2 separate regions of the Sus scrofa genome follow, and region 1 is linked to region 2. Evidence: chromatin contacts called from public HiChIP or PLAC-seq data. All regions are on one chromosome and are shown on one strand. The core of a region is the stretch at or near the end of the contact, and the rest is flanking DNA. Distances in the headings are between cores, read along the strand shown.

Region 1 (6,217 bases), core at 2,764-5,263, 210 kb after region 2:
CCTTCCCCCGTCTTATCCGTTCCCACCTGACTCTCTTCCTTTGCAGGGTTTCCCGTCCCTGGGCCTCCCCGACTCCCACTTGCTCTGCTTTCTTCTCCCTGCTGTCATTCCTGCTTGAAGCTGTACCTTGAAATTATCTTATCTCTGCATCTTTCTGCCAGGGTTCCCCTGGGATGCTCACTGGCAGGCTTGGAGGCGGGGAGAGGGATGGAGCACACACTGTCCATCCTGCCTGGAGCTGCAGTCTGTTGCAGAGAGAGGATGGGATTAGGGCCATTAAAGCTGGGAGAGGTCTGGACCCTCTCCCTGCAGCCCAACACACAGGTCTTTATGGCTCCTCTCAGAAGCCTCCAGATGAAAACATCTTGGTTCTGAAAACTCAAAAGCAGAGTGGGGGAGTTCCCGTCGTGGCGAAGTGGTTAGAAAATCCAACTAGGAACCATGAGGTTACGGGTTCGGTCCCTGCCCTTGCTCAGTGGGTTAACGATCCGGCATTGTCGTGAGCTGTGGTGCAGGTCGCAGAAGCGGCTTGGATCTGTCCTTGCTGTGGCTCTGGCGTAGGCCGGTGGCTACAGCTCTGATTCGACCCCTAGCCTGGGAACCTCCATACTGCAGGAGCGGCTCAAGAAATAGCAAAAAGATAAAAAAAAAAAAAAGCAGAGTGGACAGTATCCACTGCTGGGACTGTACCTAATGCTACAGTGGCCTTGCTACATATGACCTCTTCTAAGGACACCGGATGCTGGTTTAGTCAGTCAACAAACATTTCCTAAAGACCAGGAGTTCCCATTGTGGCGCAGCAGAAACAAATCTGACTAGGAACCATGAGGTTTCGGTTTCAATCCCTGGCCTTGCTCAGTGGACTAAAGATCTGGCGTTGCCGGGAGCTGTGGTGTAGTTTGCAGACACAGCTCGGATCTGATATTGCTGTGGCTGTAATGTAGGCTGGCAGCTGTAACTCTGATTCAACCCCCTAGCCTGGGAAACTCCATATGCCATGGATGCAGCCCTGAAAAACAAAAAACAAACAAACAAACAAACAAAATTTCTGAAAACCAACTTTGCCAGGCACTGTCTTGGGTGCTGAGGGTACAGGGATAAACAAGACTACCCTTAAGATGGTCCTGAGTTCTGCTGCAGTGCAGTGGGTTACGAATCCAACTTCGGCAGCTTGGGTTGCTGGCAGCGTCATGGGTTCGATCCCCAGCCTGGGATCCCCGGCAGTGGGTTAAAGGATCCAGTGTTGCTGCAGCTGCGGCTCAGATTCAGTCCCTGACCCAGGAAAGTCCACATGTTGTGGGTGCAGCCAAGATGGTCCCTGTCCTTAAGATGTGCACATTTTGGGGGGATGTTATGCAGGACAACGAATGATACAGTACAAGGAGAGCGGGCTGCGAAAAGAAGGGTCCTTAGCCCAGGATTGGGATGGGAGGGGTTCGGTGAAGTCTTGCTTGTGGGGGGAGCTGCTTGAGTGAAATCTTTAAGGAGGACTAGAGTTAGCCAGGTGCAGAAAGGGAGATGAGTCACAGGGGGAAGGGCACGACAAGCAATCTTGATGGTGGGGGTGGGGCATGAGTGCAACAACTAAGGATGCAGGAAATGCTCCCCCACCCCCACCCCGCAGAGGATGCATGGAAGTAGCCCAGTATTCAGAAGACATGGAGCACATCCTGCCTCTGCCAGAAGTCGCCCTGGGGCTTCATTTTCCTTGGTCTTGCGAGAACAATCAAAACCCTAATATCCTAGGAATACTGTAGTTCTTATTCAAGGGCGGTGGGAAAGGGGCCACATTCCATGAGGGGCCAGGAAGAGTGCTCCCAGTGCATGCTTCCGGGGACAGTGGAGGAGGTAAAGATTGCCAGGGGTCCCACCATGATCTCCAACTCAGAGGCTCCCACCCAGTGCTGCAGGCCCAATGCTGAACAAGGCTGGGGCCAAAGGGGATGGTGCTGCAGCCCCAGGGCTGAAGACAGAACCCAAGAGTCCTGGCCCCAAACTTAGAGAAAAGCTGGGCGGAGGAGTCCCAGCGGCTCACCATAGAAGCCTAGATCATCAGAACAGGAAGAGAGCTTAGATGGTGCCGTGCCAAAATGCTCAAGAAACAGTCCCAGACACATCCAGGGGTGTGTCGCACAGTATAGGAAAGGCTCTGCTGGAGGCGTGGAGGGGGATTGGAAGGGACTCAGTCGATCCCTGCCCTGGGGGACCCTTCAGACTGGCAGGGAAGACAGAACCTTCACAACTAAATATAACCCAATGCACACTGTGACAAGGCTGTGAAAGCTCTGTAAAGCCTGCCTCAGAGACGGAGGGGGGCTGGGAGGTGGGGCCGGGGAGGGAAGGGGGGCAGACAAAGGGCTGAGAGCACTTGCCCAGGGATGGGGGAAAGGCCCCCAGTCCTACTTCCTGGGGAGGAGGAGCCTTGACCCCCTGGCTCCCATCCCAGACCTCATGATGGCTCAGATCTGTATTCTGATAGCCCTTGGCAGAAGAGATTTCCTGCCTGCCCAGAGGTGGCTGCTGCTGCTGTGCTTTTTTTTTTTTTTTTCTTTTTTAGGGCATCACCTGCAGCATATGGAGGTTCCCAGGCTAGGGGTCAAATCGAAGCTACAGCTTCCAGCCTATGCCACAGCCACAGCAACCAGATCCAAGCTGTGTCTGTGACCTACACCACAGCTTGCGGCAACGCCAGATCCTCAACCTACTAAGCGAGGCCAGGGATCGAACCCGCAACCTCATGGTTCCTAGTCAGATTCATTTCTGCTGTGCCACGATGGCAACTCCTGCTGTGCTATCTTGCTGGCAGCCACCTACACCTGCTGCTGAGCCACCAAGGAAAAAACACCTTCTCTTGGGGATCGGTGCCCCGGAAAGGATCACCTGGGCAGACCCTACAGACAGGGACAAAGTTGGACGGCAAGGGCAGGGGAGAGATGGGCTGGAGGAAGAGCTGCTGGGGGAATGGAAGATTCCTTCTCAACCCCAAGAGGGGTAGTGAACTGGCTTCTGGGATCCCATTAGGGAAGAGAGGATGACAGGAAGAGTGAGAGATGGAGGGAGGGAGGGATCCCAGCATGGCCAAGCCGGGGCCAAAGCAGGGGAAGGAGGCCATTGACCCCAAACCCATTTCACAGATTGGAAATGTGGAGACTCAGGCTTAGGAGGAGTGTGTTGATGTGGGGCTTTTCTTGGGGCCTCACCTGCCCCTCTGCCACCCTAACCAGGCAGAAGCAGAGGAAGCTACTACGTGTTGGGTTGGGTGCCTACCAAGTGTGCCAGAGATATGCTGACGCTTAGCATAGCTTTCCCGTTTCATCCTCAGAGTAACCCTGTGATATAGGTACTGTGATTATCCTTGTTTTGCAGAAGTGAAAGTGGAAGCACCGAGGCTGCTGAAGCAGCAGGCTCAAGATCAGGGAGGGACGGAAATGTGGCCAGGCGGCAATTTAAGAGGATCATGGGAAGCCACTGTTTGGATGGTGCTGGGATCCCCTCCCACCCCTCTCTCCTTTGGCAAGCGGGCGCACACACACACACACACACAGACACACACACACACACACACACACACACACACACATTGTGTGTTGGTGTCTGTCATTTCCTGGACAACCTGTGGGGAAGAGATAGCCTCTGGGTTGTCAGGGCACACAAGTTCTTCCCATTTCACAGATGAGGAGACTGACCTCCAGAGATGAATGTAAGCTTATCAAGCATTTATTCACGGAAGGAAGGAGTCTCGCGCTGTCCCTCTGCATGTCCCTTGACTCCTGGGAGGGGGGCCCTCCCTCCCCACCGCAAACGTCTTCCCTGGGAGAGCCGCGTGTGCCCCTTGGGCAGACCCTGCTCCCACTGGATCTGCCTCCGTATCTGGAGGGGTACCTCTCCCGCGAGGCCCAGCGGTCCCCGGAAGGGGTGGTCCTTGTGTCCAGGGCCCCCACCGAGCTGCAGTTTCAGGGAGGTGCTACCGCAATTCGACCCAAAGAGCCTGGAGGTGGGGCTGGGAAGGGCGGGCCCGGGGGCGGAGCGCCGGGCGGAGGCGGCTCTGGGCAGCTGCTGGGTCTGTCCCGGGTTGGAAGGCCACCGTTTTCATTCTCGCCGTCCTCGTCGCCGAACCCCGGCCCCATGGACGCTCTTTGCGGCTCCGGGGAGTTCAGCTCCAAGTTCTGGGTAAGGAGGTGTCCCGGGACCACGAGGGAGCACCAGCGAGCCCTTAGCCCGGGGAGTGGCGATGCGATGCCGGGAACGGGTCTCGCGGCGTCGCCCAGTGCCGGTTCCCTCGTGGTCGGGGAAATCTGCTTCGGGTTTCCCCAGCCACATGGGCGAGCCTGGGAAAGCCAGGTGCTAGGCTTCCTGCTGGCACGGTGGGTGGCAGCTCGGAATCAGAAGGTGCCCACACTTGCCACCTCACTCACATCCCTCTCTGGGACTGACTGCAGGCTGCAGAAGGGGCATTTCCCGGTTACTAGATCCTGTTGATCCTTCAGCACTGGCCCCTTGGACGAGGGCTTGGATGCCCATCCCCACACCTGTTCAACCAGGTGCTTTGGGAGGCGGGGTCTACTGGGCTTCCCCCTTCTTCAAGGGTTCCTGCCTTCTTGGAAAGGGTTCCTGCTCCGGGCAGAGCCACCAGAGACTGGCTGATCCTCACCGCCCCAGCGTCAGGAGGGAGAGGCAGACCTCACTCTGGAGGCAGGCCCTTACAGGTGCAAGATATCAGGATTTCCTGGTCCAACCCTCCCCTTTTATAGATGGAGAAAGGCCCAGAGAGAGGAGGAGACTTGCTCAAAGCCAGTTAGAGGAAAACAGGGCTGGGATACCAAAGTGGGCCTTCTGCTCATATGCCGGACCCTTTTCTAAGACATCAGGCTGCTTTTCAGGCTGCTGACTCCAGACCCTCAGCATAGTTCAGGTGCTCTCCGTGTAGAAAGCCCAAGAGCTTCCTTACAGCTTTCAAAACCTGTTCACAGGCAGCTCCCTTGATCATCATTGCAGCTCTGGGAGGCAAGTAGTGGTGTGTCTCTGTTTCACGGATGCGCTCAGACTCAAGGGGCTTGTCAGTGGTCCTATGGGAGCTGCCCAGCATAGGCTGCTCTCAAATCCAGGGCCTCTGAATCCCAATGCCTAAATCATTTCTCCATTTCAGGTATTTGTATGTATGTGCTTGGGGAGGGGGAGGTCGCATGCATGCGTGTGTGAGTGTGTGTGTGTGTGTGTGTGTGTGTGTGCGCGCGCGCGTGCGCGCACCCGCGCGCACACCCACTGAGTGTTATTCATGAGTGAGTGCTTGTGTAGATGTGTGTGTGCATGTGTGTATGTAAGTGTGAGCGTATAGTCAGACACCCCGCTCTCAGGTTGTGTTTGGGCTGGACTGAAGGGCTTAAATGGATGTCTGACATTTCGGGCAATAGAATACCATTTAACTAAATGGTTAGAGTAAAATTAACCTTTTAGTAACCCAGAAAGAGAGCCATGGAGATCACTACATGGTTGATCAGAGATGATGCAACTTCTCTGCTGCTGCCCTTCTTGCCACAGGAACCCTATTTGTCATCCAGCCTGGCCTGGTCACTTGTTTCCAGAGTCCAGAGGTTGCCCCGTTGGCTCATGAGTAGACTTTTTCTCATTGCCACTTGAACTTGGCTGTTGCGGCACAGTTGGGGTGTCTGAGGTGGCCAGGGAGAAGACTTGTAAATCAAGGGGGCAGATGTGACCATGCCTCAAGTTCAAGGACTCCCTGTTCCTGAGTGTGTAGTTAACCTTGAGAACTTAGGATTGCCCAGAAACAGGCTTTGAGGGACCAGAAGTCTGGGAACTCAAGGCTCCTTTCTTGATCCCATGATAGGGTTTCTCTACCCTTCCATGATACTGTGGAATCCAAGAATGTCAGAGCTTGGGGGCTTGGGGTAGCTGGCCCAGCCCCTCATTAAAGAGCTGGGAAAACTGAAAAAATGAACTTGTCAAGGTCACGCAACAATCAGCTACAGAGTGCTCGACTTGGAATCAGGATTCTGAGATATGGTTTCAACTTTGTCATTCCCTGACTGTGTACTTTTGGGCTTCTGGGACTCTCTCATGCCTGAATTTCTTGTTCCTGAGACACGTGTATCTTCTCTGAGAACCTTGGAGTCCATGGGAGTCAGGTCATCTATATGTGAGGTTCAAGGGGATGCATCAAATGACAAGGACACTGACCTCTCCTCTTCCTGACCCCCGT
Region 2 (6,584 bases), core at 1,126-3,625:
GAAACACGCTCGTCTCTGTAAATGATCAATAGCACTAGTCAGGATGCCTCTCTTGGACTGTTACTTTGTTGTTGCTGTTGTTGTTGTCTTTTTATCTTTTCTAGGGCCCCTTCCCGAGGCATATGGAGGTTCCCAGGCTAGGGGTCTAACCAGCTGGCCTATGCCACAGCCACAGCAACACGGGATCCGAGCCATGTCTGTGGCCTACACCACAGCTCACAGCAACACTGGATCCTTAACCCATTGAGTGAGGCCGGGGATCATCCACAACCTCGTGGATTCATGAACCACTGTGCCACGATGGGAACTCCTGGGCTGTTACTTTGAAAACTTATTAAGAGAAAACATGTACAGCGTCTTAGGAAAATAAAACAAGAAAATGGCTTTTTAAACAAAAAAGTAGTTCTCTGCTTCCTCCCTCCTTTCATTCCAAAGAGAGCCGTTTTTTAAAAATTGTGGTAAAGTAGACATAAATGAAATTTACTATTTTAACCATCAATGGCACATCCATTCACATTTAAAAAAAAAATTTATGGCTGCACTTGTGGCGTATGGAGGTTCCCAGGCTAGGGGCTGTATCAGAGCTGCAGCTGCCGGTCAATGCCACAGCCTCCACTGCCTCAGCAACACTGGGTTGGGGCCGCATCTGCAACCTATGCCACAGCTCAAGGCAACGCTGGATCCTGAATCCACTGAGCGAGGCCAGGAACTGAACCCACTTCCTCACAGACACTACATCTGGTTCTGTGCTACCACGGGAACTCGCATTCACAAAGGCCTGCCAGAGCAGTGCCCACCTCTCGCTTCACAGGCCCAGAGAGGAGAAATGACTTCCCCAGGGTCATCCAGCAAGCTAGTAGCAAAGCCTGCTGAGCAGTTCGGGTACCCACTCCTGGGCTACTCCCCATTCCCTGGGCTGAGCTGTCAGACTCTGTGAGTTAGTCTCTTAGGAAGGCATATGCCCTGTGAGCCCAGCTCCTCTTCATCTCGCTTTCTCCGTCTTCCTTTCCAGGCAGCTGAAGTTCGGGGACCATCCCCAAGAGCCAGGGTTTCAGGGGGAATCCACAGTCACTTTTGGGATCACAAAGAGAGGAAACAGGAGTCCCCATTGTGGCGCAGTGGTTAACGAATCCGACTAGGAACCATGAGGTTGCGGGTTTGATCCCTGGCCTTGCTCAGTGGGTTAAGGATCTGGCGTTGCCGTGATCTGTGGTGTAGGTCACAGACGCAGCTGGAATCCCAGGTTGCTGTTGCTGTGGTATAGGCTGGCGGCTACAGCTCTGATTAGACCCCTAGCCTGGGAACCTCTGTATGCCACGTGTGTGGCATGTGTGTGGCCAAAAAAAAAAAAAAAAAAAAAAAAAAAAAAAGGGAGAGGAAACATAGCCTCCTTCTCATGACCTCAGTTTGGAGCCAAAGTTCCCAGATAAAGGCAAAGGTCTCCTCCGGCCAGGTTCAGCCCTCAGCACCCATTCCGCCTGACCCACTGTATCCCTGCTTCTGGGTCAGGAGAGGGGAAAGCACCCTGCCAGGGCCTTTCCCCCATAGCTCTCCCTCTCCTTCTCTGGAAAAGGGTCAAGGCTACACCAAGACACTGTGGACCAGGCACTCTGGTCTCCAACACCACCTTTCCAGCCAGGTCCAGAGATAAATAGTCACCTTCTTTCCAACCTGCAGACACACTGGGGCCTCAGAGGATCATAAGGAAGGCCTGGGGGGTTAGAGAGAGGGTGATGGGTGGAGCCTTGGCACAGTTGCTTTTCATTCTCATTCAGGGACAGCCTCGCGGGAACTGTGCCTTAGGGCCCCCACCCCGCCGCTAGGGCTGGCAGATGGGGGGAGAAAAACACAGGTTTCCACCACCTTAACGGGCCGGCAGCTCAAGGCAGGGGGAGGGAACGCAGGCTGCCCCTTGGGACACGGGAGTACCAACTGGAGCTGGCGTTTGTCCTCAGCCAGGACTCGCCCCGCGGTGGGGTGGGGGGTCCTCACCCGCTGCACCTTTTGTCCCGGCTGCCTCCCCTCCCCCGCGGGCCCTGTGCTCCAGCTGGCAGGCCTGGGGGAGCCTCGCACCGGCTCCCCCTGGCCTCTGGCCCACAACCCGGGAACCAGCACGTGACCTGTGCGCTAAGCCGGCTCTTGGGGGGGGGGGGATGGACGCGTCTGGCCGCGCCGCTGGTTCCCCCTTTACGAAATCAACACGTTCCTGCGCCCCCAAACTCAGGCCCCTAGTGGTTGGAAGGGGAGAGCTGCCGGGGTCCTGCGGCAGGGACTGTCGGGTCCAGAGGGGAAACCAAGGCAATTCTTCGAGGGTGGGTGGGGGGCGGGGCAGGGAAGCGGGTCCCAGGGAAGGTGGCCCGGGATCGGGCACTTCCTCCACGCCTCGTTTGGGCCTCGCCTCGCCCCGCCCCGGCCGGCCCCAACTTCTCCGCAACCCATAGGCAGAGGCGACCCTCCCGCCTCCCCGCGCTTCGCCCCGCCTCGGCGCGCTTTAAAAGTTTACTCCGGGCCGGGACGCTGACGTCGCGAGCCATGGCCGTCTACCTCGGGATGCTGCGCGTCGTGAGGCTGTGCGCCGGGAGGCCGGAGGTGCTGGGGGCCCGGGGCGGCCTCTCCCGGGTTTGGCAGGAAGCGAGGCTGTGGGGCGTCCGTCCCCTCAGGTACGCGGCCCCGGGAAGAGAAGGGACGGGCCAGTCCCCTGGGTGGGGATCCTGGGCGGGGGGCGGCGGGGGGGGGGGCGGTCTGCAGAGCCTCGCAGGGGGCAGATGGCACTCAAGCTGGGAGACTCGCGGCGGCTGCACCCCTGGGCAGCACAGGCGAGAGAGCAGGTACCCTGAATCTGGCACCTAGGCAACAGGAAATGCTGGCCTGGCCCACACAGGCTGGGGCTGCAGCTGCAGGGACTCTGCACAGACTCTGGGTTCTGGTTCAAGACTCTAGATTCTTCCAGTCGCGGGCATACTGATGGCCGGGAGTGGGAGCCATTAGCAGTCTGGCCCAAGGCCTGGACTCTCTCCCCAGGACACTCCTTCTGAGCTGGAACCTTTTCATGGTTAAACTTGGGGATCTTCCACCCCGTCTTGTGCGCCCCAGGTCCTGAAGCTCAGCAGTCTCCCCTCTCCTCCTCTGCTGCTGATAAACCCTGCTGGGCTCCTTGCTGCTTCCTTGGCCTCTTTTCTTCTGCTCTGGTGAAGAAGGAAAGTGCCCTGGCAGATGAAGGAAGTGTTTTTCTAGCAAGTGTGCTGCCTCTAAAGCAGCAGCGTAAGCAATACTACCTCCCTCTAAGAGTGCAGATGTGAAAATGTGTTTGGGAAGCAGGGCTGGGCTCCCGCTAGTTATTAGCGGTGGCTTTTATCTTTAGCACCCAGCAGGGGGAGGCCTGGCCACCACTGAGCCTGCCCTGCCACCCACCTAGGCCAGGTACTGGCTCTGGGGTCAGGACAGGGTTTTGGACCCCAGGTGCCATGTAGGCCTGGGCATTGAAAAGGGAGGAGAAGCTCGAAGAGGTTTCTTGTCTTGCCGGCATGGTGTAAACAAAACGAAAAAAAAAAAAAAAAACAGATGAGGGAAGTTGATGGGAGGTCCAAACTCCTCTTTGGCTGGAACTCTGGAGATCACAGTGTTTTGAACTAGCTGGTAGAAAGCATGCAGTGCTTTCGGATTGCTGGGCCTGATTTTTCTGGAGGTGGCTCAAGAAGGTCAGCAGATGGGATTCTGAGGACGAGAATGCTTCTCTGCTGGCTCCGTCACTCACGACCTCCTGCTAAGTGCCTTCCTAGGCAAGCTCTGCCATCACCACCCCACAGCCTTCAAGCCTCACTTCTGGACTCCGGGCGGGGGCGGGGGTGGGTGTACATGTTTCATGATGTACATCAGGCCACCTTTGCAATCGTTCTGGACCTTTGACTTTTTTTTTATGTGTAAACAAAGCAGGTCCCTTACTTGCTACAGTCCTGTAACCTTAGGGTAGGGGTACTAGGCCTCCGAGAAATTTCTGACTCTGTGTCAGGAGGAGAGCCATGTGTCCAGAGAAGAATTTCCTGAGCATCTGGCCTAATTCCCTCCCATCCTTTCCATGCACTCGTGCATGAGCCCTTCCCTACTGACTCTGGTCGTTTGGCCTGATTTTGCTCCTCCTGTCCTCTCGGAAACCCTCAGGAGTCTCAAGCATTCAGCCTATACTCCCGAGAGCCTTCATCATGACCAACCCCTGATGGGTGCCGTAGTTATGAAAGTCATAGAACCCAGTCCTCCGGGGACTTGTAGCCTAGTACAGAGACAAGTCAGGATGACCACTGCTCCGTGTTCTGGGTGCCGTGTGGAAAGCTCCTGGACTTTTGTCCTCTGCTCTTTCTGACCTGGTCCCATATAGCTCGCTTTCTTGCTGACCAGCACCCATGTCTATTCCTTATCAGATCCTTAGTTTTGCCTGTTAGGAAAAAGCAAGAATTTTGAAGCCAGGCTGCTTTGGGTTATAGCCCTAGTGCCTCCACCTACTTGCTGTGTGACTTGAGCATGTGACCTGAGCCAGGAGCCTGTGGCGTTGTCACTAATGGTACCTACTTGCTGAATTGACAAAGGCTTGCTCCTCTCAGCCTTTGCTTTGGGGCAGGCTTGGTCCCTAAGAACCTCCCAGTGGTGTCTAGGTAGGACTTCCAAGTGATTTGAAGGGAGGAAAGGACCCCCTCCTCAGTGACCTCTTTCTTGCACCTGGTCCTCTTTCCAGATCAGTTGCCAAAATGTTGGGCTCTGCCCAGCCCCAAGTCTAGTGCCTGGATCTGCTGGACACTCCTCTATCCATCAAGGTCAGGGCTGTCCAGAGCCCTTTTTCCCCAGAAGGAAAGAGGAAGCTGTCCATTGCTCTCCAGATCTCCTGAACTATCAACCCCTTCCCCTTGTCCACACACACGCTATTCCCCAGGAATGGGAAATGGTCTAGTCTGGGGCTTCCAGGAGCTTTGGAGGGAGGAATCCCATGCTGATTCCTTGGGGAAGCCTGTGAGGCAGCTGCACCTGGGTTATTGCGAGCACTTAGGGCTGGGGAAGACAGAAAGAACAGTGGTTTAGGAGTTCCCATCGTGGCTCAGTGGTTAACAAACCCAACTAGTATCCGTGAGGATGCAGGTTCGATCCCTATCCTTACTCACTGGGCTAAGGATCGGTGTTGCCGTGAGCTGTGGTGTAGGTCACAGGTGCAGCTCGGATCCCGCCTTGCTGTGGCTGTCACGTAGGCTGGCAGCTACGGCTCCAATTTGACCCCTAGCCTGGGACCCTCCATATGTGCAGGTGCGACCCTAAAAAGACAAAAAAAAAAAGACAAAAAAAAAATACAAAAAAAAAAAAAAGAAAAGAAACTATAAATTTAGACATTGTAATCTGTGAATGATGCAGGTATGCAGTCTACTGTGGCGGGTGCAATGGGGGATACAAGGATGGATGAACTTGTTTTCAGTGACTTCTTTGACTAAAAGGGCTCTACAGGGAAAGATCATAGACCCACTGATTCAAGGAAGTAAGGATGCTGTACCAGGGAGGGTGTCAATCAAAGCAGGGAAGAATCTGACTGGTAGGAATGGGACTGGGTAAGACTTTCTAAAGAGCCCAGAATATGAGCCTGATCTCCAATGACAGGGCTGTAGTTTGAAGGATGAAGTCTATATACTTGTATGAACGCTTGCTTGCCCTAAACTCTTTTGAACCTTGGATATGAAGCCTTGCTAAGATCTCTCACATTATTTATTTATTCAGTCTACAAAGATTTTGGAGCCAGACAGATCTGTGTTCAAAGAACCACTTTCTAGCTGGTAGCTTCCGGAATCAGTTGAACTTGAGACCTTTGTTGTTTGTAAACGGTGTTGTTGTGAGAGTTAAGTGAGGTCACATAAGAATGTTGTTTTTTTTTTTTTTTTTTCCCCCGTCTTTTGTCTTTTTAGGGCTGCACCTGGGGCACATGGAGATTCTCAGGCTAGGGGCTGAATCACAGCTGTAGCTGGTGGCCCCTGCCACAGCCACAGCAACTCGGGATCCAAGCCACGGCTGCAACCTACACCACAGCTCATGGCAATGCCGGATCCTTAACCCACTGAGCGAGGCCAGGAATTGAACCCGAGTCCTGATAGATGCTAGTTGGATTCATTAACCACTAGGTCACAACGTGAACTCCCTATTTTTTTTTTTTTTTTAAGAAAAATCTTTTTCTTTTTTTTTTCATCTTTTTTTTGTCTTTTCTAGGGCTGCACCCACAGCATATGGAGGTTCCCAGGCTAGGGGTCTAATCAGAGCTGTAGCCACTGGCCTATACCACAGCCACAGCAACACCAGATCCGAGCCACGTCTGCACCCTACACCACAGCTCACGGCAACACCGGATCCTTAACCCACTGAGCGAGGCCAGGGATCGAACCTGCAACCTCATGGTTCCTAGTTGGATTTGTTAACCACTGCACCACGACGGGAACTCCCAGAAAATTCTTAATTCGTGGCCTGACTCTAAGGAGACCTTCAACCCATTGCATTAATGATAGGGCTTGTGCAATAATGGCTTTGGACATTCCTACAATTATTCCAAGATCCACGGCTTAGAA

What was found. HiChIP or PLAC-seq counts read pairs in DNA pulled down with a chosen protein or histone mark.
Region 1: an H3K27ac HiChIP or PLAC-seq map of alveolar macrophages shows a contact between it and region 2. The contact joins the promoter of ABCC3 here to the promoter of ACSF2 in region 2. A contact is called at or near these places in 1 of 5 promoter capture datasets (liver) and 1 of 2 datasets of contacts at active chromatin or transcription factors (alveolar macrophages).

Annotation. Positions count from the first base shown.
Region 1 is chr12:26,916,751-26,922,967 of Sscrofa11.1, forward strand. It overlaps ABCC3 (canalicular multispecific organic anion transporter 2), which reads left to right and starts at 4,014. Exons shown (of 33, transcript XM_003131575.6): 1 at 4,014-4,170. The coding sequence starts at 4,126.
Region 2 is chr12:26,711,415-26,717,998 of Sscrofa11.1, forward strand. ACSF2 (acyl-CoA synthetase family member 2, mitochondrial) reads left to right here and starts at 2,376. Exons shown (of 16, transcript XM_003131573.4): 1 at 2,376-2,660. The coding sequence starts at 2,533.